Regions from separate parts of the Sus scrofa genome. Here region 1 is linked to region 2. A link is a contact called in public Hi-C data. All regions are on one chromosome and are shown on one strand. The core of a region is the stretch at or near the end of the contact, and the rest is flanking DNA. Distances in the headings are between cores, read along the strand shown. Region 1 has its middle 46 kb from the start of TARBP1. Region 2 overlaps LOC102158473 (a long non-coding RNA gene).

Region 1 (5,299 bases), core at 1,348-3,847, 160 kb after region 2:
GTGTTTCAAGATTCTGAAGAAAACGTTGCCTTTATCAGAGAAAGGTGATACTAAAATTACATTCTTGTGGGAGACTTAAAAGGTTGACATACCGCAGTTGAATCTTCTGCTTAGCCTTGGCCTGGCTGAAAGGAGACTTTGGGCAGTGGGGTTGTGGGTAAGGGGGAAGGAAGAGTGGGCGGGCATGGAAGATCATGGGGGGGGTTACATCAGTTGAGTTGACACTGACCTCATCAGCAGGCATTCTAAGCTTCCTCTGGTCCCTCCCTTGTAAGTAGTGCTCAGCAGGAACATTCTTGACCAATGAACATGCCACAGAAGCTCATTTAAGGGGGCCATCTGATCTGGTGTCACAGATAATAATAGACCGGGCTGCTTCACTGACATTGGGCAAGCAACTTAGCCTCTCCATTTCTTACTTTCTCTACCTGTAAATAAATTATCACACTGGGAGGTGAAGGATAATTGAGATCAAACTTCTGAAGGATTTTTAACTCCTGAGAATTCATCAGTTTTAAACATTGAGGGGCCTTTGGATCCTTTTGAGCATTCAATGAAAGGTGAGAACCTACCTCCCAGAAAAATAGGTATATACCTACCAACTTTTCATATAAGTTCATACGGTCTATAGACTCCCCAAAGCTTAAACATCCCTTAGGGTGGGGGGAAAAAAAACAAACCCACTACCTTAGAAGGAAAGTGTTACAAACATGTAAGAGATGAATAATGTGTCATTTTTATCACCTCACTGACAGCTTTATGGACTTCATTTATTCATGCATCCAATGTGCTATGTCATCGTCATTATCCCTTCTCGTTATTATTAAAAGTAATTCTGCTTACTGCAAGTTTTTCAAAGCCCGTGAGTCTGTTTCTGTTCTGCAAATAAGTTCATTGGTATCCTTCCTTAAGGTTCCACCTATAAACAATATCATATGATGTTTGTCTTGCATGGTCTGACTAACTTCACTTAGCATGATAATCTCTAGGTTCAGCCTTGTTGCTGAAATGCATTACTTCATTCTTTCTATGGCTGAGGAAGATCCCAGTGCATATATGCACCACATCTTCTTTATCCATTCCTCTGTCACTGGACATTTAGGTTGCTTCCATGTCTTGGCGATTGTGGCTAGTGCTGCAACGAACAGTGGTTATCAAAGCAGACAGGGGAGGGGAGGAAGGGGTGGACTGGGGATTTGGGATTGGCATAGGCACCCTGTGGTATATGGAATGATTGGCCAACGAGGACCTGCTGTATAGCACAGAGAACTCTAACCAATACACTGTGATCGTCTATGTGGGGAAAGTATCTGAAAGAGAATGGAGGGGTGTACATGTATCACTGAATCACTTTGCTGTACAGCAGAAATGATCACAAACTTGTAAATCCACTCTACTTCAACAAAGCTTTAAAATAAACTCAAACAAAAAATAACGCCACTATCTCCACTGGTGTTCATCCTTCCCTCTCACTCCCAACCCAATTTTATGATCGTTATTATTTATACTCTGAAAATCTGGGAATCAAAAATGCTTTTGTTGTTGGTCTGCTCTGAAAGACGACAGAGTTCCCTTCCCTCGGAGTATAACCTAGTAAAGAAAGAGAATATGCATAATTGAAGTGAGTTTTTAAAATGGGTTCTTCTTTATCACTCTTGGACAGTTAAAATTGCCATGCTTGAGGAAGAAAATGCAAAGTGGCCCCACAGCGCATTACGGAGGACACTTGACATACGCATTCAATCCAAGCCTGATGAAAATTTGCATAATTCTTCTTCTCCTTATTTATTCTAAAATAATTGAAAAGCAGTGGTCTTGAAGACAGAAATTTTTGAAAAGCAATATTTCACGCATAGGTTTAAAAGGAATCAGCCCATTTGTTCAATAATGAAAAAAATCATTATTTTCACATTCCCACCTAATGTCTTCTGTTTTCTTCCATCCTCATTTAGCTCAACTGGGAATTAGGCACATCTTAGTTATGCTAAAAAAACACACAAAAAACTAATATCATGAAATAGTAGTATCTTTCATCAACAATAGGACTTACTCTACAGAAAAGACCCTGACTATGTCAGGTGTGGCTTAGATTTGTTTTTTGTTTGTTTGTTTGGGGCTGCACTTGCAGCACATGGAGGTCCCCAGGCCAGGGGTCTAATCTGAGCTGTAGCTGCCGGCCTACACCACAGCCACAGCAACCCCAGATCGGAGCCGCATCTGCAACCTACACCACAGCTCATGGCAATGCCGGATCCTTAACCCACTGAGCGAGGCCAGGGATCGAACATGTGTCCTCATGGATGCTAGTCAGATTCGGTTCCACCGAGCCACAACAGGAACTGCCAGATTTGTATTGGACCTTCATTTCTTTTCCTTCCCCATTTTTGGCACAATGTATAGGTTTGAGCACACTGGAATCCGGAGTTCTCTTTCTGTGTATACGTATTTTTTCCTTTACTATCTTCTATAAAAGGAGCCTGCTATTGATTGCAGCTGACTGTGCCGCTTGAGTTGATATCCAAGCGACGCTAACCCAGATAGGGATTAGCATGACATCAGCCGTCAGGCGAGGGAGCCTGGCGGAGCGCCAGCCTGTAAAAACGGAACACGTTTGCGTCACCGTTCCCTTGGTAATGCTTCTTGGAGCCTTGTCAGCTGTCCCCTGAGGTTGTTTCCTTAATATGTCAACAGACATTCCTGAATCTTTAATGCTGAATAGCTCTTTTCCTTTTCCAAAAACACTTAGGTGACCAAGCAGCTGGGACATTCTGTTGGCGTGATCTTTTAAAATGCAATTTCTTTCATGAAATAGGTGTTTTGTTCGAAACATTCTAGGGGATTTAAAGAGGTTTCGATTTCTGCTTCTCGGTGTTAGAAGACCTGTTTTTTGAACAAACGGGGCAGCTGGTTTCAGGCTGGGCGCTGCTTCTCTGCTTTTATCTTCTTTGGGAAAAGCCCTGATTCCCTCTGCAGCTTCTCCAAACCATCCAATTATCCTGTTCCAGTGTGACATTTCACAGGGCACAGTGGCTGGTTGAAAGACCCGGCTGGAATTTGCCCCCATGTATGATTCGCCCTCTGACCTTGCTCTGAGAAAGTCTGCGGGTGAGACGGAAGAACACGTGGGCAGTGACCTTGAGTGTTGTTCCCTCCTTACCCCCAGCCACAGATAAGAAAGATTTGTCACCCGTTACCCACGTGATAGCTATTTCCTCATTTTCCCGAGGTCTTTATTTGCTGTTCTGGTAACTTGATCTCCACTTTCATCTTGAAATCTTTTACTTTGAAGAGTCCCATAGCCAAAGCTAACATCCCTTCCTTCTCTTTCCGAAAGTAAACATAGCTCCTTGAAGTTGAGTGACTTCCCACTGCACAATAACCTTCCAGACTGTTGTGCAGTTGCTATAGCAGTTAATCTCCGTCAATAGTTCGAACATCGTAAATTTGGAGAGAAGTCATTTGGTGTGGGGTTGGGGGGTAGGGTGGGAGGTAGGTTATGAAATTAAATTAATCGCAAGTGACTTTGAGGGAGGATTTGGGGGGGAAGCCACTTCTGCCTGCCTGAGCATCAGACCCAATGCAGAGGGGCGCCTTTCACCACCAGCTGGTGGGGGGTCGCGGGTTTTTTCCGGCGGAAATACGCCAAGAGCACTGAGAGTCTGCTGCCCCGGGCTCTGCCTCTGGGCGGGGGCTGCTAAGAGCTCTGCTTCCTCCTCTGCCAGCTGACGGAACAATCCCCCTTCTGTCCTGCCGTTCCTGTTCCCTTGGTGTCCGGCCTCCTGGGAGCCCCGCCATCATCCCCACTGAAGAAGGTCCCCGCTGGTTCACCGGAGGAGAAGGGAATTGGGGCTGCCCAGAAGGGGAGAGGTGTAGAATCCCTGGGTTTTAGAACTGAAAAGAATTTTTAGAGACTTAGTGAAACCCAAGATCATCATTTGTTTTAAGAATGAGAAATCCGAGGCCCAGAGAAGCTGAATGAGTTTGCTGGTGTGGCCAAGTTGGTGTCAGGCCTAGGAGGAGAATAGGTCTCTCTCCCTGGCCTGAGCCTATCTCAGCATAGCTGCCTGCTCTCCTTCAGGGGAAGGGCCAGGTGGGGCAGAAGCTGGTCTTCTTTGTGCGGTCAGTGCGCTTTCCAGTGGAGTGTGATGCTCGAGGACCACTGAGACTGTGGGCAGCCTGGTTCTGAGCATAAGGATGAAGTTCAACTCAGGAGAGGAGGGGGAGGGGCACCTGGACACATCTCACTTCTCCTGGCTTTGCTGGGTGCCCACAGGAGAGCCTGTCTGCCCTCCACCTGGACTGGCCCGGCACGCAAGACCCAGACTGCACTTATCCCCTGGCAGGACTGGAGAGGCAGCACAGGAAGCCCAGCGGTCACTGCGGGGCCAAAGGCAGAGAACCTGAACAGCTCTGGGGCAGCCTTGAACTAGACTCTTGCTCCTTTAGCCTTGGGAACCAAGAGGGAAAATAACATAGACACGTATAAGGAAGTGGAAAGGAGCCTGTTAACCTGCACGCAGGCTTTTACATCCAGAATAAGTTTTCCTCATCCTTCACCTCTTCCCTCCCTGCAAGCTCTGTATATCAGCTGACGGCTGAGATGGTGCAAAGCTGGCTGAGTTTAGCAACTCTGGTTCCAAGCCAGGACGTTAGGTTCCAGCCTCCTGCAATCCAGGCTCTGCCACTCGAGAGCTATGTGATCCTGGGCAGGACTTTACCCTCTTTAAGCCTCAGTTTCCTCATCTGGAAAATGGACATCATACCCGTTAGTTTAAGGAATATCGTAAGGATTAAATAAGAGGAAGTCTGCAGGCTATTTGGCCAAGTGCCTGACATGAAAGCACTCGGAGACACCTCAGTCACTGTTGTTATCATCACTCAGAGAACTTCCGGCAAAATTTCAGGAGACAGTCGATGAGCACAAAGCTTTCCGGGTATCAGGTGGGAATGCATCGGTCATCACGGTCCAGGCTTGCGGGACAGGAAGGGCAGCTGCAGACAAGGGGAAGGGCTGGTGGAAACAGCACGACTTCCCTCCACTTTCCTGGGGCTGCGTGTCAACAGAAATCCCATGCAAAGGGCGAAGCCAGCCTGTCCTATCTGGCTTTTGCTTTCAAGGGCCTACGGCCCTAGTGGGGGAAGGGTGGGGGGTTCCCAGCCCCAAGTCAGTCCAGTCATGGACACAGCTGCAAGGAAAGGAAAAGAAGCAGGAAAGTCAGAAGGGTGAGCATCTGCCGCCCGCTGCAGCGTGGAGAGGGTGTGACTGATCTCCGAGGAGCAGAGGAGGTCAGGTTTTACC
Region 2 (5,190 bases), core at 323-2,822:
GTCTGAATTCTGGAAAATGGGTCATAACTCAGTCGTTGACTCAGTCTTGGATCTTTCAACCATTCCCTTGATTACCCAATGCCTCAGTTTCCTTTTTTTTGGGGGGGAGGGCAGGTTCTATTTAATACTAAACAGCATTTTTAAACTCCTTTTGCTTTAGTTAAGCCTCTCATATTGTTACTGAGAGAGGAGGTAAGGATAAGACCCAGACTAATATGTGTGACTCTGAGAACAGCAAATGCATTTATCATGCATCACAGCAACGTGAGATGCAATGTCGTGTTAAGACACCTGTGTTTAGTACCCCCTTTGCACAGGATGGCATTAAAAATAATTGCCTCTAGAAAACAATCTCACAGTTACTAAAGGGGAAAGGATGGGGGAAGGGTTACATTAGGAGTTTAGGATTAACAGATACACACCACTATATATAAAATAGATAACCAACAAAGATTTACAATATAGCATAGGGCATTATATCTTGTAATAACCTATAATGGAAAATCATCTGAAAAAGATATATATAGAAAGATATATCTATATAAATATAAAAGATATGTGTAAAAAAATATATATATATATAGGAATCACTTTGCTGCACTCCAGAAACTAACATAACATTGTAAATCAACTACACTTCAACTAAAAAAATAATAGTAATTGCCTCATAGTGTCGCAAATTCTTGAGCCTGTTCCACTAAATACCCTGGGATGCATGTGTTATTTCAGCCTCTCATTTGCATATCTTCAATTTCTCTAAATACTCCTTTAACCCCTCCTTATCAATAGTTTATTGACAACATCTTCATTATTTCCCAATTGTCCTTAGCCCTTATCTTCATGTTCCTGGTTTAAGATACTTTTTAAAGAGCCATCTAGAAGCTCAGCTAATGTGGAACCGTCTGTCTAGCTTTCAACCCTCTCCTCATTCATGAAATGGCCCTATTTTTTCTTTTTCCACACTCCTCCCCTTGAACAAAAAAAGAAAAGAAAAAAAAAAGCAAATGTGTTTAAAAAAACATGTCCTCTTCCCCTTACTTCCTTTAGCTGTTCTGCCTGGTGTTTTTTTTTGTTTGTTTGTTTGTTTTGTTTTTTTCTCTTTCTTTCTTTCTCCTGCCCTGTGTTTTTCCTGAAAACTTTAACTTAATCCTGGTGATCTTCCTCATTTTCCTCGCCCTCTGTCTCCATTTCTTGAACACGCTAAAGAAGGAGTTGCTCTTTTGATTTTTTTTTTTTCTCTCCTGGCTCAGCTGAGAGCACATGGAGCTCTCTTTTTTTTTTTTTTTTTCCCCCGCTTTTGCTATGTTTCGTCCTGTTTTTGTGGGGCCTGCAGTCTTGGCCCTGCAATTATGGCCTCTTTCATGTTATCTTTCTCCCAAGGCAACAGCTCACATCCTGGCAAAGCAGACAATGGCAGTGTGTGTCTTTACTTAGCTTTTATACCTTTTGTTTCAGAATGCAGGATTTCCTTATGGTTTGTTTGGGCTTTTCAAAAAGCCTATTTACTGATCCAGAGAGGTGCCAGACTCACGCCCTGAGGAATACAGGCCAAGTTTATATGTGCCTGAAAATACGCCATCATGCCCAGGCCCATTTGATGTTTGGGGCCAACTTAGAGGCTGATTTGATTGCAGTGTGTTCTGTCCTGCTGTTTGCCAAAAAAAAAAAAGAAAAAAAAAAAAAAAGTGGCTGTTAAAACAGGCCAAATCCTTAGCTCTTGTGTAGAAAGAACAGGGCTAGAAATCAGACCAGGATAATGGCTGAATGGAGAAGAATGATGATTACATTTTAAATTATGATGTTTATATATTGGTAGGCAACTCTAATCATTCATTTGTTTAAATTAAGCTCCTTTGCCTTCATTCAAAGTTGGGATTATAAAAAATCACCCAACTCTTTTTTTTTTTTTTTTTTTTTTTGCTTTTTAGGGCCGCACCTGCAGCATACGGACATTCCCAGACTAGGGGTCAAATCAGAGCTGCAGCTGCCAGTCTACCCCACAGCCACAGCAAAAGGGGATCTGAGCCACATCTTCCACCTACACTGAAGCTGATGGCTCACCAACCCACTGAGCGAAGCCAGGGATTGAACCTGCATCCTCATGGATACTAGTTGGATTCGTTTCCACTGAGCCACAACGGGAACTCCCTCATCCACCTATATTTAAAGTTCACATTCCTCTTTTTTTTTTTTTACCGAGGCCCTGTCTTTCTACGAAATTTTCAATATAATCCAATAGTTTCAAAAAACCCTTAAATCGAGACGTGAGGTCTTTCTAAAAGAGAGACGATAGGGTCTTTGTGATGGAACTCCAAGCAGGACCCTGCAACATGAGTATATCATAGGGTTGCTTAATTACCTCTCATCAGTGTAGGCTGACATGTTTACTGTCCTTGAGGCCAACAGGACATTTTGCCCAAGGATGCACTAGGGGAGATTCGTGGAAAAGACACACACACAAGCGCCCCTCACAACAAAGGGCAGGCTTGTTCTACTGCCTTCATCACAGAGCCATGGGAGGATGAAATGTTAATGAAGTCTCCTGGGTGTGGAGCCAGCCTTTGGTCTAAGAGCATTTAAGGAGCCTGAATCTTGGTGACCCAAGAAGACATAAAAGGCTCAATTCTAGGAAATTTTCCAAGAAGCCTGTCTCTGTGTTCTAGATTCATCCTTGATTCCTACTCCTGTAAGTAAAGACAGTGTGACCAAAAGTTTCTCCTAAACCTTCTCCTAAAACATCACATCCTCTGCCTGAAGTGACCCTCTCTGCTATCCCACTAGCCTTCATTCCCATTGTTCAAGGTTTGAATCAAATGCCACCTTCTCAGGCAGACCTTCCTCAAGCTTCACTTAAAAGGTATTTGATTTTTTTTTCTAGGTACCCAAAGTACAATGCTCCTCTCCTAAAGCGTTGTCCCCTGTGTTGGGGGTTAAGGTTAGGGTTAAGGTTAGGGTTATACTAACTATAACTGCAGACACATTATAACTGTGGACACACTAAATGGCTGTAAGGGAGTTCCCGTACTGGCTCAGTGGAATCTGACTAGCATCCATGAGGACACAGGTTCAATCCCTGGCTTCACTCAGAATCTGGCATTGCCATGAGCTGTGGTGTAGGTTGCAGACACAGCTTGGATCTGGCGTTGCTGTTGCTGTGGCTGTGGTGTAGGCCAGCAGCTGTAACTCCGATTCGAACCCTAGCCTAAGAACCTCCATATGCCATGGGCATGGGCCCTAAAAAGATGAGAAAAAAAATGGCCATAAGCTCCTTGAGAACAGGTTTGTGTTTTTTCCCTCCTAATCCTGTGCTCCATCCGCCTCTGTCCAGAATGTATGACTTTGCATTTTGATATGTCTGCTCATATGTCTCTCTGGAACCACAGATGGAATGCTCTTTGGGCATGTGGACTTTGTCTTATTTATCTTGATATCCCCGTGGCTGAACAGATTGTCACACTGAAGGTGCCTTAAAGCCCACGGTATGATTGAAGCAGTCCGCCCCGCAGACAGGAGCGCCCCATAGTCCACACAGCTTTCTCGACACTGCCTCTCATACACACACCTTCCTTGCTGTTTCCACTCATTCCCCTCCTTTTTAACTCACTGAAATCTGGCTTCTCCCTTACCTGTAACTGCTTCATTATAACTGCTCTTGCTCCAAAAACTGCACCTCCTAAATGCATCTTACATTGTTTTGCAAGTTTGGTTCCTGATCCTTCTTCTCACCTAGGCTATGGGCCCTCAAAGGCACAGTCCCCTTCGGTCTCCATTTTAAGAGTTACCATCTTTTACTCTTCTCTCCTTAACAATCGGGGGCACATGGCCAAAGAGAAGAGGAATGTCCAGAACCCCGGGACCCTGTTTCTCTGGATCCTCTTTGCTGTTACTTGGTTCACTGGAGTGAGAAACCAAATTCAGCTGAATTCATTACAGGCTCCCTTGCTGTTGATTTTGGAGTAGCTTGACAAGAAAAATGCAGTCTTCTGCGGAATGTGCTTTAAGAAATCCTCCCAATTATTAGGCTGGAATCTCCTTTATCCTTGCTTCATGCTGAATTGGAGGCCAGAGAGGAAGAACCCAGAAAATCATCTCCTCCCAGTGCCTTCAGTGTATTTATTCACACCTACTGAGCTCTACATCCAAATCTTTAAGGGCCCACCTACAAACTCACCCTAGGCATGGTTCCTCCCCATGATCTTGCCATGTTTCTCAGCCCTGACAGTGGCCAAAGCTGTGAATCTGCCCACGTCCCCTACCTGAGAATTCCTAGAACTCCATCTGCGTTTTCTGTTTTACTCCTGTCACCAAGGGGGAGCAAGCATGAGGGTCTCCCTTTTACACACATGCAACCTGGAAGTGACCAGGCAGAAGCAAGACAAGGACAGTCCTCAAGGGAAGCAGAGGAAGTGAAGAACCAGCAGGTCACCAACAAAGCCTGAGTTTTGTGTCCTACCTTACGGTTGTCTCAGGCCATCCTGCTGAGTCCTGGCGTGCATACAATGAAGAGGTCAGCAGCATGTGCTGGGCCTTTCCTGATCCTGGGCAGTGGCTCCACATGGCTTCACTATCCAGGAGTGCTGCACCTGCTGTGATTAATGATGAGGGTTGAGACGGGACAAAGAATCCAGTGGAGGCCTGGGAAGATACCACCTCGGCCTTACGCTGAGGTAGAACCTGCCCTTTTTGGGTTTTATCAAAGAAGTATTGAATACATTCTCCCTGGCTTTCAAAGATTCCCCAGTGCATTTTTCTAATACAGCAGCTATTTCCATTATACTGTATTCTTGATTCATCATTTTCAAAGGCAGCCTTGTAGGTTTAAGGGCTGAGAAGAAAGACATAGGGCTGGGGGATGGTGAGGAAGATTACTTCAGATGAGTGGCACTGCTATAACTCTTGAAGTAAAATTATCTTTGTGAACTAAATGGTACCTGCATTTTTTTAAATGGCCATGCCCATGGCATATGGAAGTTCTGGACCCAGTACTGAATCTGAGTCCCAGCTGTGGCAATGCTGGGCCCTTTAGCCCACTGTGCCATGCTGGGGATTGAACCTGCACCTCCGTAGCAACCCCAGCCACTGCAATTGGATTCTTAACCCACTGCACCACAGTGGGAATTCCAGTACCTGAATTTTATTTCGGGTGAAAAGCTAGGCAATTGACTGCGATTTTAAACCATCAGTTTTCTA

What was found. Hi-C and Micro-C count contacts between places; a contact is called where the count stands out from the background.
Region 1: a Hi-C map of omental adipose tissue shows a contact between it and region 2, with 2.0 times the contacts expected there. The contact joins two enhancer-like sites. A contact is called at or near these places in 1 of 5 promoter capture datasets (liver), 15 of 47 Hi-C or Micro-C datasets (adipose tissue, alveolar macrophages, embryonic fibroblasts and 9 more) and 2 of 2 datasets of contacts at active chromatin or transcription factors (alveolar macrophages and skeletal muscle).

What each region holds. Positions count from the first base shown.
Region 1 is chr14:56,620,909-56,626,207 of Sscrofa11.1, forward strand. No RefSeq gene overlaps it. Among named protein-coding and RNA genes, the nearest start is that of TARBP1, 46 kb to the right of the region's middle. Within about 2 kb of position 2,598, at least 70 of the 83 cell types and tissues checked have an H3K27ac peak or open chromatin away from gene starts, as enhancers often do. A contact at or near this core is called in adipose tissue, liver, mesenteric adipose tissue and 4 more, where this site is marked.
Region 2 is chr14:56,458,054-56,463,243 of Sscrofa11.1, forward strand. It overlaps LOC102158473 (a long non-coding RNA gene), which reads right to left. Exons shown (of 7, transcript XR_002338950.1): 7 at 3,172-4,586. Among named protein-coding and RNA genes, the nearest start is that of IRF2BP2, 85 kb to the right of the region's middle. Within about 2 kb of position 1,573, at least 28 of the 83 cell types and tissues checked have an H3K27ac peak or open chromatin away from gene starts, as enhancers often do. A contact at or near this core is called in adipose tissue, liver, mesenteric adipose tissue and 4 more, where this site is marked.